Regions from separate parts of the Mus musculus genome. Here all the other regions are linked to region 3. A link is a contact called in public HiChIP or PLAC-seq data. All regions are on one chromosome and are shown on one strand. Each heading gives the region's core, a stretch centred on a gene start, on an enhancer-like site or on the middle of the called end of the contact. The rest is flanking DNA. Distances are from core to core; before and after follow the strand shown. Region 1 overlaps Adk (adenosine kinase). Region 2 overlaps Adk (adenosine kinase). Region 3 holds the start of Comtd1 (catechol-O-methyltransferase domain containing 1).

Region 1 (3,301 bases), core at 431-2,930, 620 kb before region 3:
AACAAGGCTCCTTCCACAGGATAGCTTAGTTTTTCAAGGGGAGCACAATGACACAGCAAGAACCATTCCTTCAGAACTTTCCCCTTTAGTGTTAAACCAGTGCATTGCTTTCAATTCCTTCAGAAGAACTTTGCAAAAACAAATGTATTTGTTTCTATAATTAAAAGGCGGTACTTAACAGTCAAGGTGAAGTGATGAGTAAACGTGCTGGTGAGCAGTCTAGGCCTCAGGTTGTGTGGGTTTGCAGTGCCCACGAGATACCTGTTAGAAAAATTGAATTTTTGGTTGGAATTAGGAACACCATAATAAGATTCATAAAATATACTGTATGCTATGCTATATGCCTCTCTTTGAAGTTCATCGCCAGTTCCAATGACACAGACATAACTTTTAAAGATAATTGATGAGATCATGTATCTTTGGAAACCTTTTGTTAGCCCCTCATTGCAATTAATATCTCTCCTAGCTGTTTGTGGTAATATCTTGGTGTTTCTATCATTATTTAAGTTCAATTAAACTAATTCAGGTATTTATACCAATAATGACTACATTTTCTGTTGCAGCTATGCCTTTCTAATTGTTGCAGTATCCACAAGATTATCATATATTTTATAATTAAAGAATTTAGACTTTAACAGCATTGATATCTCTCAAAGTGATACACATCGTATCTTTTGCACATCTAGCTCCTTTTCCATATTTCATTAAATTATGGAATCAGCTTCTTCATCCCCTTAGGTATCCTATTGAGGCTTGGTTAGGATTGCATTGAAGCTATGTATCATTATCATGCTACCATCCTTGGGAGTCATAAGCAAACATTTATTCATGTCAGATAGGATACCGAGGACAAACAGCAGATCAAAAATAACAATTCTATCAGAGTACAGCTAGACAAACCAAGAGTTTCTAGGGCTCACTTATAGGAGCATGGGGGAGGGTTACTTCTGGAAGTGTCACTAAAATGTCCCATTTGGGTAGATGACAGGTGGGAGTGCTTTTGGGGAAAGCTACGTATTTGGAGAAATTAATCTTCCACATACTCTGTCCTCTATAACAGTGGTTCTCAACCCTTTAATACAGCTCCTCATTTTGTGGCGACCCCCATCATAAAATTATTTTTTGTCACTACATCATAACTGTAATTTTGCTAGTTATGAACAGTATGTAAATATCTTATATAAAGGATATCTGATATGTGACCCCCAGTGAAAGGGTCACGACCCACATATTGAGAAATGCTGCTCTAGCACCTCCAGAAACTATATGCAGCCAAAGAAGATCTTAAACTGCAGATGTTCCTCTACTTCAACTGCTGGAATTACAAACATGTGCCACCATGCTTACTTTCATATTTTTTTATTCAAGAGTATTTACGTAGATTCCTTATGAGTCCTTGCATTACTGAAGTATGCATGGGTTCTATGTAGCTAGAATTTTAAGGGTAACTATAATTTTAACTTTGAAATAATTTTTCACAACTTATTCTCCTGTATTCCTTTCAGTGCTTACTGGTGAATGCTAATTTCAGTGGGAGAAGCAGTCAGACACTCGCATCCTGGTAGTACATATGATGTCAAGGTCCCATCAAGGTTCCTTCTGTCAGAGGCCCTGCTTATTATCTGAGACCCCTGTGTGTATATCTTTATGGTTTTGTTTTCAGCTGTCCACAGTGTATGGGTACTTTCTCCACATCCTCACCAATACTTCCTATTTTCTCCTCTTTTCTTAGTGTCATGACTAGTATTAAGTAACATCTGATTATGCTTTTTTTTTGTTTGTTTCGTTTTGTTTCATTTTCCAGATGGTTAGTATTATTGAGCATCTTCATGTGCACATTGGCCATTTGGATAATTAGAAACACACCTGTTCAACACTTTTGGCCATATTTCATTCAGGTTATTTGTTTCATTGTGGTGTTTTAGAAGTTTGTTAGTTAGTATTCTGGATATTAACCTCTCATCAGATACATAACTGCCCTTTTGCCTTATTGATCACTCCTTTTGTTGTTCAATAGGTCTCACTTGTTGTTGTCATAGTTTTTTGCTTTATTTGACTTTTTTGTTTGTTTGAATTCCTTAGAAAATATTGAAAAATCCCATGTCTGGAGGCTTTCCTGTGATATTTTTATTCTTGAGTTTCCTCTTTTATAACTTTTCTGTCTTCACAAGATATCCTAGAGAATTGTCTACACACACGAATCCTTTTCGTTTTGTTATTGTTGCTATTGTTGGGGAGCTTGTTTCTGAGGTGGGGTTTGAAACCTTTGTCCATATAGATGCCTAAGCTTTACCCCTAAGCTGTATCCCTTCGTTTTGGTTTCCTTGTGGAATCTAGGCTGGCCTTGAACTCATCCTGTTTCCCCAGACGTAATCCAGCTCTCCACTCTCCTGCTCTCCCTCCGAAGGCTAGATTGGTCTCTTTCCCTTCCCTTGCTTTGTGTGTGGATCTGGGTTTCTGCAAACAGGTTCATCCAGTACTGAGTAAGGCTTCTGTGCACAGACTTTGTTATTCATAACATTATTTCATTGTAAATAAAGTATGAATAAATAATTACATCTGTTCTGTTGTATGTTCATCTTGAGAATAAATCTCTAGAGAGAGTACTCCTTGTCGTCAGGCGGTCACTTCTGCGGTCTTCTGTTACTATTTTGGTTATCTCCATTCCTTTATCTCTAAATGTATTCTGATACATTATGTGTGTGTGTGTGTGTGTGTGTGTGTGTGTGTGTGTGTGTGTGTGTGTGTATTCATACATACTCAGTGTTTGTATACTTATTTGTTTCCATAACATATACTCAGTATTTCAAAATATGTTTTTTATTTATTATTATTGATATTTACATGTGTGAGTGTTTTACCTTCGTGTGTGTTTGTGCACCACAACCATGTAATACCCATTGAGATCAAAAGGCATTGGATACATTGGAACTTAAATTATAGAGTTGTGAGCTGCAATGTGGGTGTTGAGAATTGAACCTGGGTCTGCAGCGATTGGTCTTCACCACTAAGCTATCTCCCCAGCCTCCTGTGTTGGAACTGTTTTTTAGTTTATATACATAGAATTTTTTAACCTCTTTATTTGAAATAAAAAGATGGTCTCTTTAGAATCACTAATAAAGTATGAGAAGCCTCAGGGACATGAGCTACATTAAAGAGTTCAAATCAACGAAACCCATGCATATTAAAAGAAATCCATTATGAATCATTTACAAGAAAAATACTAAAGTTTATATGAATCACTTTAATGACATGATGAGATATTTGTAGTTAGAATTTTAACACGTCTATCTTTACAAAA
Region 2 (3,560 bases), core at 146-2,645, 540 kb before region 3:
GTATACATTTTTTTCGTTCCCTTCTGTTTCTGTAAATAGTGGTTTATATTTACTAAAGTCACTAATTGCACATTTAGCTTGTTCCTTTTTGAGCCTTGTGCAAGAAGAAATGTAGAATTATCCTCAGCCGTTTATCTGTACTTACTCTTGTTTATTGAATTAATATTCTCGGTATTTATAAATGTCTTCTGACTGTGTAGATATTCATTTCAATCGAACAAACTAACTCTGGTTCATCTCCAGCATAAGTAACCATATCACTAATTTTTAAAATAAATTAGCAGCAGCATCCAGCTCTCTTCATGAATCCCTTCTCATCGTTTCTTTTGTTTTGTTTTGTTTATGTTTTTCAAGACAGGGTTTTATTTTAGTGTGTAGTCCTGGCTGTCCTGGAACTCCCTCTGTAGGCCAAGCTGGCCTCGAACTCACAGAGATCCACCTGCCTCTGCCTCCCATGTGCTGAGGTTAATGGCATGTGCCATCATTGCCATTTATTTTACATTGATATTATACAGTTTGTAATCACACTAACAGTACATATACTACCTTTGTCATGTTTGATTAAACACATATGGACCATGAAATGTTACCTTTACTGCTTAACTCTCATCCTTTGTAATGTCTGCAAAATATTCCCTACAACAGCCTTTTTCCTCTGGAGATGCTATAAACTACATTTGTAGTTTAAATATAATAGCAACATTCAAACATTTTTAAAAGGCAGGGTAATAATGTATTTCATTGTAACATAAAATGTCCCAGCTAAGGGTAGTCTGTTTCTTAGGGTTTTGCTTTAGTTTTGCTTTGGGTTTTGTTTGTTTGTTTTGACCTGCTTTGGTTTGACTACTCAGAAACCCACAAGCTGAAAGCACAGGTCAAAATGCAGTGGGTGTATTTCTTTCCTCTTCTCTTCTCTTCTCTTCTCTTCTCTTTTCTTTTTTCTTTTTTTTTTTTTTCTCTCTCCAGACAGGGTTTCTCTGTGTAGCCCTGGCTGTCCTGGAACTCACTTTGTAGACCAGGCTGGCTTCGAACTCAGACTCTGCCTCCAGAGTGCTGGGATTAAAGGCGTGCACCACCACGCCCGGCTGCAGTGGGTGTATTTCAAGTGCCTGATCTTATTGACCTCTCTCCTAGGCAGGCCTGTGTCTGACATGTAACAGCACTTCCAGGAGGAAGTGACATGTTCAAAGTCATGAGCATGTGGGGAGATATTTCAGATCCAGCACAGAAGCAAGTTGTCAGGACTAGAGTTTGTTGACTACTCCCTGTGTGTATTTTCAGATCCTTCCTAAGTCTGCCGGTTACTCTTCAGCAGCATTCTGTATGCTGCTTCAGGCTAGGACTGCTGCTCACCGAGAGGACTCTGGCCTAGATGTGGTTGGCCTTGAGATCCATCCCAGCTCCACCTTTCAACGCCTTAAACATTGTTGATTGTTAGAAAAGAGCCTTTGTCTATCTACATTGGACTTTACTAGGAAGTTCAATCTGGGGAGATGAGTCAGACTGGCCAAAGAGGGCCAGGACATAGCCTAGGAAGACCTCAGACTCAAAACAGAACATCCTGCCCAGCTATTTCTCAGGTTCTTTACAGAGTTGATGTATTTATTTATTTTATTTTTCCTTTGCCACCTTTCCCAGTCTTCTGTTTGAGTGAGCGAGGATCTTAATATGTTTAAGACAGTATTTCTTTAGTTCTGTCCTTGGAAATAATTTCATACTTGAGAAGTATGGTATTTACTTTTCTTTTGTTATAGAGTCTATATTTAAACAAAAACAAAAAACTTGTGATCAAACGAGAATTCATATGGCTATGTGTCTGGAGGTGGGGATAAACTACAAGTCCCTAGCAATCAGCCAAGCTGAGTGTTTGCTTGTTCTTTATGTGAAGTGCAGAAGGATGCTGAACCACTCAGCTACCACTGCATACGTCTTAATGCCGGCATGTATTTGCTTTAGGACTAGGTAGGCACAGATGAGACTCAGTATTATAAAATGACATCGTTTGCTTCTGCCCTCCTAGGATACCCTGATCAGTATTTCATGATAGCACAGGCAAAGGTCTCCCTTCCCATCCCAGTTTGTCTTAGTATGTCCATTTAGTCAGAGTCACTGTCACTCTGTATACTTCTATGTTTTATTTCTGGCAAGGTCTTGTTTAGCCCAGGCTGGCCTTGAAACTTCTGTGAACATGGTACCATATTTGTGTTCTTGAACCCCCTGCTTCAGCCTATTGAATGCTGGGATTGCAGGCATTCACCAACACCCCTATTATTCTATTTTCTTTGAATCAATAAAAACTTATATAAGTGTCTGTGTACACACACATATATGTTTCATACCTCAAATAACCGTTAATGGATATCATTCTGAAGCTTACATTCTTAGGTAAAGACATTTTAAAAGAATCCCAAATAATGACTCTGAAGTGAAGTAAATACTGGTGAAGAAAAAAATTGTTTCCCTTTGTCTTTGTATATTTCATTTTTTTAAACTATATTTAAAATACCCTGAGAAATCCCTTAGAGTGGTTAAGATTTCTAGGCAGTAAACCAAGCTTTGCTAAAATGGTCTTCTACCCCAATCTTCCCTTTTTTTTTTTTTTTGTTTTTTTTTTTTTTTGTTTGTAATGAATGAAGGTATCCCCCTGTGTTTTTAATTCTGATAAGCATTTTTTCCATCTGTAAATATGTAAACTGACTTTTGAGTTGTTTACAGGGAGAGACACACAGAGCTAACTGGATAAACAGACATCCGTAACTACAAAATCCCAAGACTTTGCTGGATATATAGAGTGTTTTTCTAAAGCACACACATATAGACTCCTGACTTACTTGTATTACAAACCTAACATGAACAGAACGATTCGTTTTGTAGCAGTACTGTTTTGACTCTTGGTCGTGCGGTAGGCTGGAGTACGCGCCTCAGCAAAGGTTATAAATCTGGGAAGAAAAGTTATGGTTGGCATACATTTTAACAATCTTTGCCATCTTACAGCACAAATCCCAACTTGTTTAAATTGTGAATATTTACTTTACAAAGTAAGAGATTGTTTTAAAATGTAATTAAGTTGTCCGTGTACTACTTATTTAGAAGCTAATGTTTTTTGCCTATTTATAAAATTCACAAAAATCAAATATATACTATCCATATTACAATACTATTATGTTATATATTCTAAAGTAAAACACATAGATTTGGAATCAGGCCAAATTTAGACTCTGGAGGCATACTGTTCTGTGACTTAAATTACAATCATATGTATTTGAGCAGAGATCAAATTTTCAGTCTGAGGCTGGGGAGAAGCCTAATTATTTGACCAGGTTACTATTTATATAGCCCATTCTGTGGCCGGCTGTGGTTAATCCACAGCTGGCAGAACGCTAGCTCGGGGAGGCTTCTATTTCATGCTGTAACAGTTTGAAGAAAAATAAGAGAGGGAAGCTTTAAAACTCTTCTCATTAAATGAAGGACTAAAAAAGCAAATATATACATACTACTACAGAGACTTGCTGTAGAAACCGCTTCATTTAATTCTCTTAGTGACTGAAATAGCAAGGAAC
Region 3 (3,268 bases), core at 288-2,787:
ATTCAACAGTCTTGTTCCTGGGCTGAGGCTGCAGCACTTCTCCGCGCCACAGGACCTACAGATGGAGGGGCGGGGCCGTCGGAAGTGGGGGGTAGCCGACCCAGAGCTTTAGCCAGGAGGGGCGGGACCTATGATACTCTGGGTGGGCTTTGGGGCGGGGCTGGGGGGTGGGGTGGGAAGAGCTGAGAAGAGTGGGTACCCAGCCACAAGAAGCAGCAGTTTTGCCTTAGCTAGTCCTTACTCTGAGTACAGCGAGCACGCCTCCGGGACGTAGGAGCTGCAGACAGCGCTCGTAGTAGGCGGTACAGTTCTCTTTGTCCGCGTCCACCACGGCTATGTCGAAGGTTCCGGCCTCGCCCGCCGCTAGGAGCTCATCTTAACAGGGACAGAGGGCATGTGCCGCTGGCTGAGCTAGGGTCTCAGCGGGCTGCTCAGGGTCGCCAGTTTTGTTCCCCGGGGTTGGACAGTGCTGTCTGGGTCCCTCCCGCACTGGTGCTCACCCAATGTCTGCAGGGCGGGCTGCAGCCGAAGGTCGATCTTCTGCTCCACTTCTGCCTGCGGAAGGAGGCCGGTCAGGCCGGCACGCCCCCGAGCCGGAGCCCGAACGGCCGCAGGTGTGGGGCTCTCACCTGCTTCCACATGGGCCGTCCCAGCTTCGGGGGCTCTGCGTCAACCTCGCAGGTCACCACGCGGCCAGCCTCCGGAAGCGCCAAGGCTAGGGCCAGGGCCGAGTAGCCCGTGAAAGTACCTGTGGAAGGGGACACTGTCAAGCTCAGTTCAGGGTGCAGGGCTGCCCTGTGACCCTGGTTTCCAGAGACCATGGCTGCGTGTTCCTACCCAGATCCAGAGCTTTCTTGGCCTTAATGAGCCGCGCCAGGTTGGCCAGAAGCTGGGCCTGTTCACAGGTCATCATGGAATCCCCCTGCGGCTGCTCCAGGGTCAGCTGTGTGGGGAGAGGGAGGTGCCATTCATACCAGTCACCCCCCCCACCTCCCCCCTGAGGTTTTGAATCATTCAGGGGCTCGGTGGCGGGTGTGGCCTAGAGGGGACAGGTCTCAGGGAACCCGGAAGCCCAGAGAGGGTTTCTGCCTAGCTCAAGGTCACACAGCCACGTGAGGTCCACCACGCTGGAAGTGGGGAGCCGGTTCTCGGTCCCAGTCCTACTGACCAGTCGCAGGCTCCGCAGCGCCGGGTGCTCTCTCATGGAGCGGCTCAGCAGATACTGCCACAGGGGATTGTCCTCAGGTGGCAGCAGGCGCTCTTGCCGCCTGGACCCCCATGGAGGCCACCGTTTCCCTGCCGGGGAGAGGGTGCCGAGTCAGGGCCTGCATTTCTGACCGGGTTCTCCGGCTCTTCTCCGCGCCCTCCTCCCATTCCCCGGACTGCAGCAGCCCAGCCCAGCTCACCCAGCAAGAGACCAGTAGCGAAGGCGGCGCCCAGCGCGGCCGAGCCCAGGGCCAGTGCGGCTGGGATAGATAGCCGAGGGACGGGCTGAGCCATGGTGCAGGTTAGCAGCGGCGGCGGAGGTCACGTGTGCTGGAGTAGCGAGGATGGGACTGGGACCAGTAAGCCGACAGGGCTCCACCTTGTCCGGGCCCTGCCCACAGAGCCGCGTCCTCGGGCACCATCTGGTGACACATGGCCGTATTGCAAGGTCAGGCTGAGAACATCTCGCCACCCGGTGGCTGCATGCGGAACTGCGTCGGGGTATGGAGTCATCTCTGCACCAGGGCTCTTGTGAGCATGGGGAGAGGGGATAAAGTGAGTGTGGCTAATGGAGGAATCCAAAGAGACTCGGGAATGCTTGCTGGAGGGGTGCCCAAGTTAAAGGAACCAAGAACCTGGTTTAGAGTCACCTGGTTTCCAAGACAGTATCCTTAGTGGCTGGGATGCTGGGTGTAGCTTTTTTGTGTGACGGTCCGTCTTTCCGAGTCTGTTTCTTTTCTGTAAAGCAGGTATTACAGCCTTACTACGATAGGCACGGGATTCCTCGCATAGTAGGTGCTCAATAGTGGTACTTGCTGTTATGGTCATTGGCTAGAGAGGGTTCCTTGGGAAGCGGTAGCATCTTGGCAGGCAGCAGCTGAGTTCCCCTTGCAAGGCTATCTGCTAGACCGGTGTTCCCTAGACATTTATTGAATATCTACTATATGCTGAACTCTGGTGGAAGCAAAAGACTGTGGTAGTTTATGACTTGGAAACAACTGGACAGGTACAACTGGAATGCAGTTCAAGTGTTACTGTCCCTCTTTTTTCTACAGTGAAATCCTTTCTAGACTTCGCTCACAGGAGACTCTGCTGACCTGCCCTCAGGGACCTAGCAATTGCTTAAGGCATCACCTGCCCCGCCCCCCACGTACGACAGGTATGTGCCACAGATAAAAAGACCCCCACCCCACTCCAGTCCTTTGGCCCCCTTCCCCCCTCCCCTGGCTTCATTCCCATCTGTCTGTCTACATAGCCACTTGCCAGCCTCTAGTCCTCTTCTCCCAGTAAACCCCCTTTATACCAGAACTGTTGCACAGTGTAATTTCTCAGGGGTGCACCTTGCCTCGGGCCACCAAGAATACTGTCTTGCAGAGTTATATTTCACAACACTCACTGCACACAACACCCGATGGAGTTCCGGTTGAAAACACCCGCACAGTGTGCCTCACACACAGGCTTAGTAGGCTATTGGTGCTGTCTTTAAGAGCTGGAGTCCACAGGGCCTCAGAGGTGGTTGCCCTGGAAGTCTGTTTCTTAACAACACTGGCCAGGCCCGGAGACCCTCCGGAGGCAGGCAGACAGGTGCAGGATCAGTGAGAGAGCCCTAGACCTGGCCAACTGAAGCCAATGCTGCTAGAATCCCGGGCCTCGGAGGTGAGGGCAGGTCTCCAATCACAATCAGGGTAGACTGGCTTCTTGACCTATCAGCATCTGTGCAGGGTGCAGGCAAACAGGAGGGGAACCTACTTTCTCTAGGGGCAGGGCGGGATCTCAGCTGCTTCTCCTAACTGCTCCTGGAACAGGCCCCTTAGACAAGCTCTTTCTTCTTGTTGACTCTCAATGACTTGAGAGTCCTGAAAATATCTCTGAGTTTGAGTCATGCTCTCCAGGTAAGGCCCGAAGAAATGTGAGTTCCTTTAGGGCTGAGCACACAGCAGGCACTAAATACGTGCTGGCGGGGCCACACTGCGGCCAGTGATAACAACGGGGCCACACTGCGGCCAGTGATAACAACGTGACAACCGGAAGCTGTTACTTAGCACCTGCTGGGTACCAGGTG

What was found. HiChIP or PLAC-seq counts read pairs in DNA pulled down with a chosen protein or histone mark.
Region 1: an H3K4me3 HiChIP or PLAC-seq map of bone marrow-derived macrophages shows a contact between it and region 3, with 4 times the contacts expected there. The contact joins the enhancer-like site here to the promoter of Comtd1 in region 3. A contact is called at or near these places in 3 of 115 datasets of contacts at active chromatin or transcription factors (astrocytes, bone marrow-derived macrophages and extraembryonic endoderm stem cells) and 2 of 9 other capture datasets (embryonic stem cells and liver).
Region 2: a contact with region 3 is called in an H3K27ac HiChIP or PLAC-seq map of extraembryonic endoderm stem cells, with 4 times the contacts expected there. The contact joins the enhancer-like site here to the promoter of Comtd1 in region 3. A contact is called at or near these places in 2 of 39 promoter capture datasets (the C10 cell line and maxillary cranial neural crest), 2 of 115 datasets of contacts at active chromatin or transcription factors (bone marrow-derived macrophages and extraembryonic endoderm stem cells) and 2 of 9 other capture datasets (embryonic stem cells and macrophages).

The regions. Positions count from the first base shown.
Region 1 is chr14:21,230,186-21,233,486 of GRCm38.p6, forward strand. All of the region lies in intron 4 of Adk (adenosine kinase), which reads left to right. Among named protein-coding and RNA genes, the nearest start is that of Adk, 180 kb to the left of the region's middle. Within about 2 kb of position 1,681, at least 1 of the 459 cell types and tissues checked has an H3K27ac peak or open chromatin away from gene starts, as enhancers often do. A contact at or near this core is called in bone marrow-derived macrophages, where this site is marked.
Region 2 is chr14:21,310,851-21,314,410 of GRCm38.p6, forward strand. The region is part of intron 6 of Adk (adenosine kinase); the gene reads left to right. Among named protein-coding and RNA genes, the nearest start is that of Gm52152, 110 kb to the right of the region's middle. Within about 2 kb of position 1,396, at least 33 of the 459 cell types and tissues checked have an H3K27ac peak or open chromatin away from gene starts, as enhancers often do. A contact at or near this core is called in bone marrow-derived macrophages and extraembryonic endoderm stem cells, where this site is marked.
Region 3 is chr14:21,847,373-21,850,640 of GRCm38.p6, forward strand. Comtd1 (catechol-O-methyltransferase domain containing 1) reads right to left here and starts at 1,538. Exons shown (of 7, transcript NM_026965.2): 1 at 1,407-1,538; 2 at 1,169-1,296; 3 at 838-943; 4 at 630-748; 5 at 501-555; 6 at 242-375; 7 at 1-55. The coding sequence starts at 1,500. A430057M04Rik (RIKEN cDNA A430057M04 gene) reads left to right here and starts at 206. Exons shown (of 3, transcript NM_176925.3): 1 at 206-1,707; 2 at 2,262-2,365. The coding sequence starts at 1,499.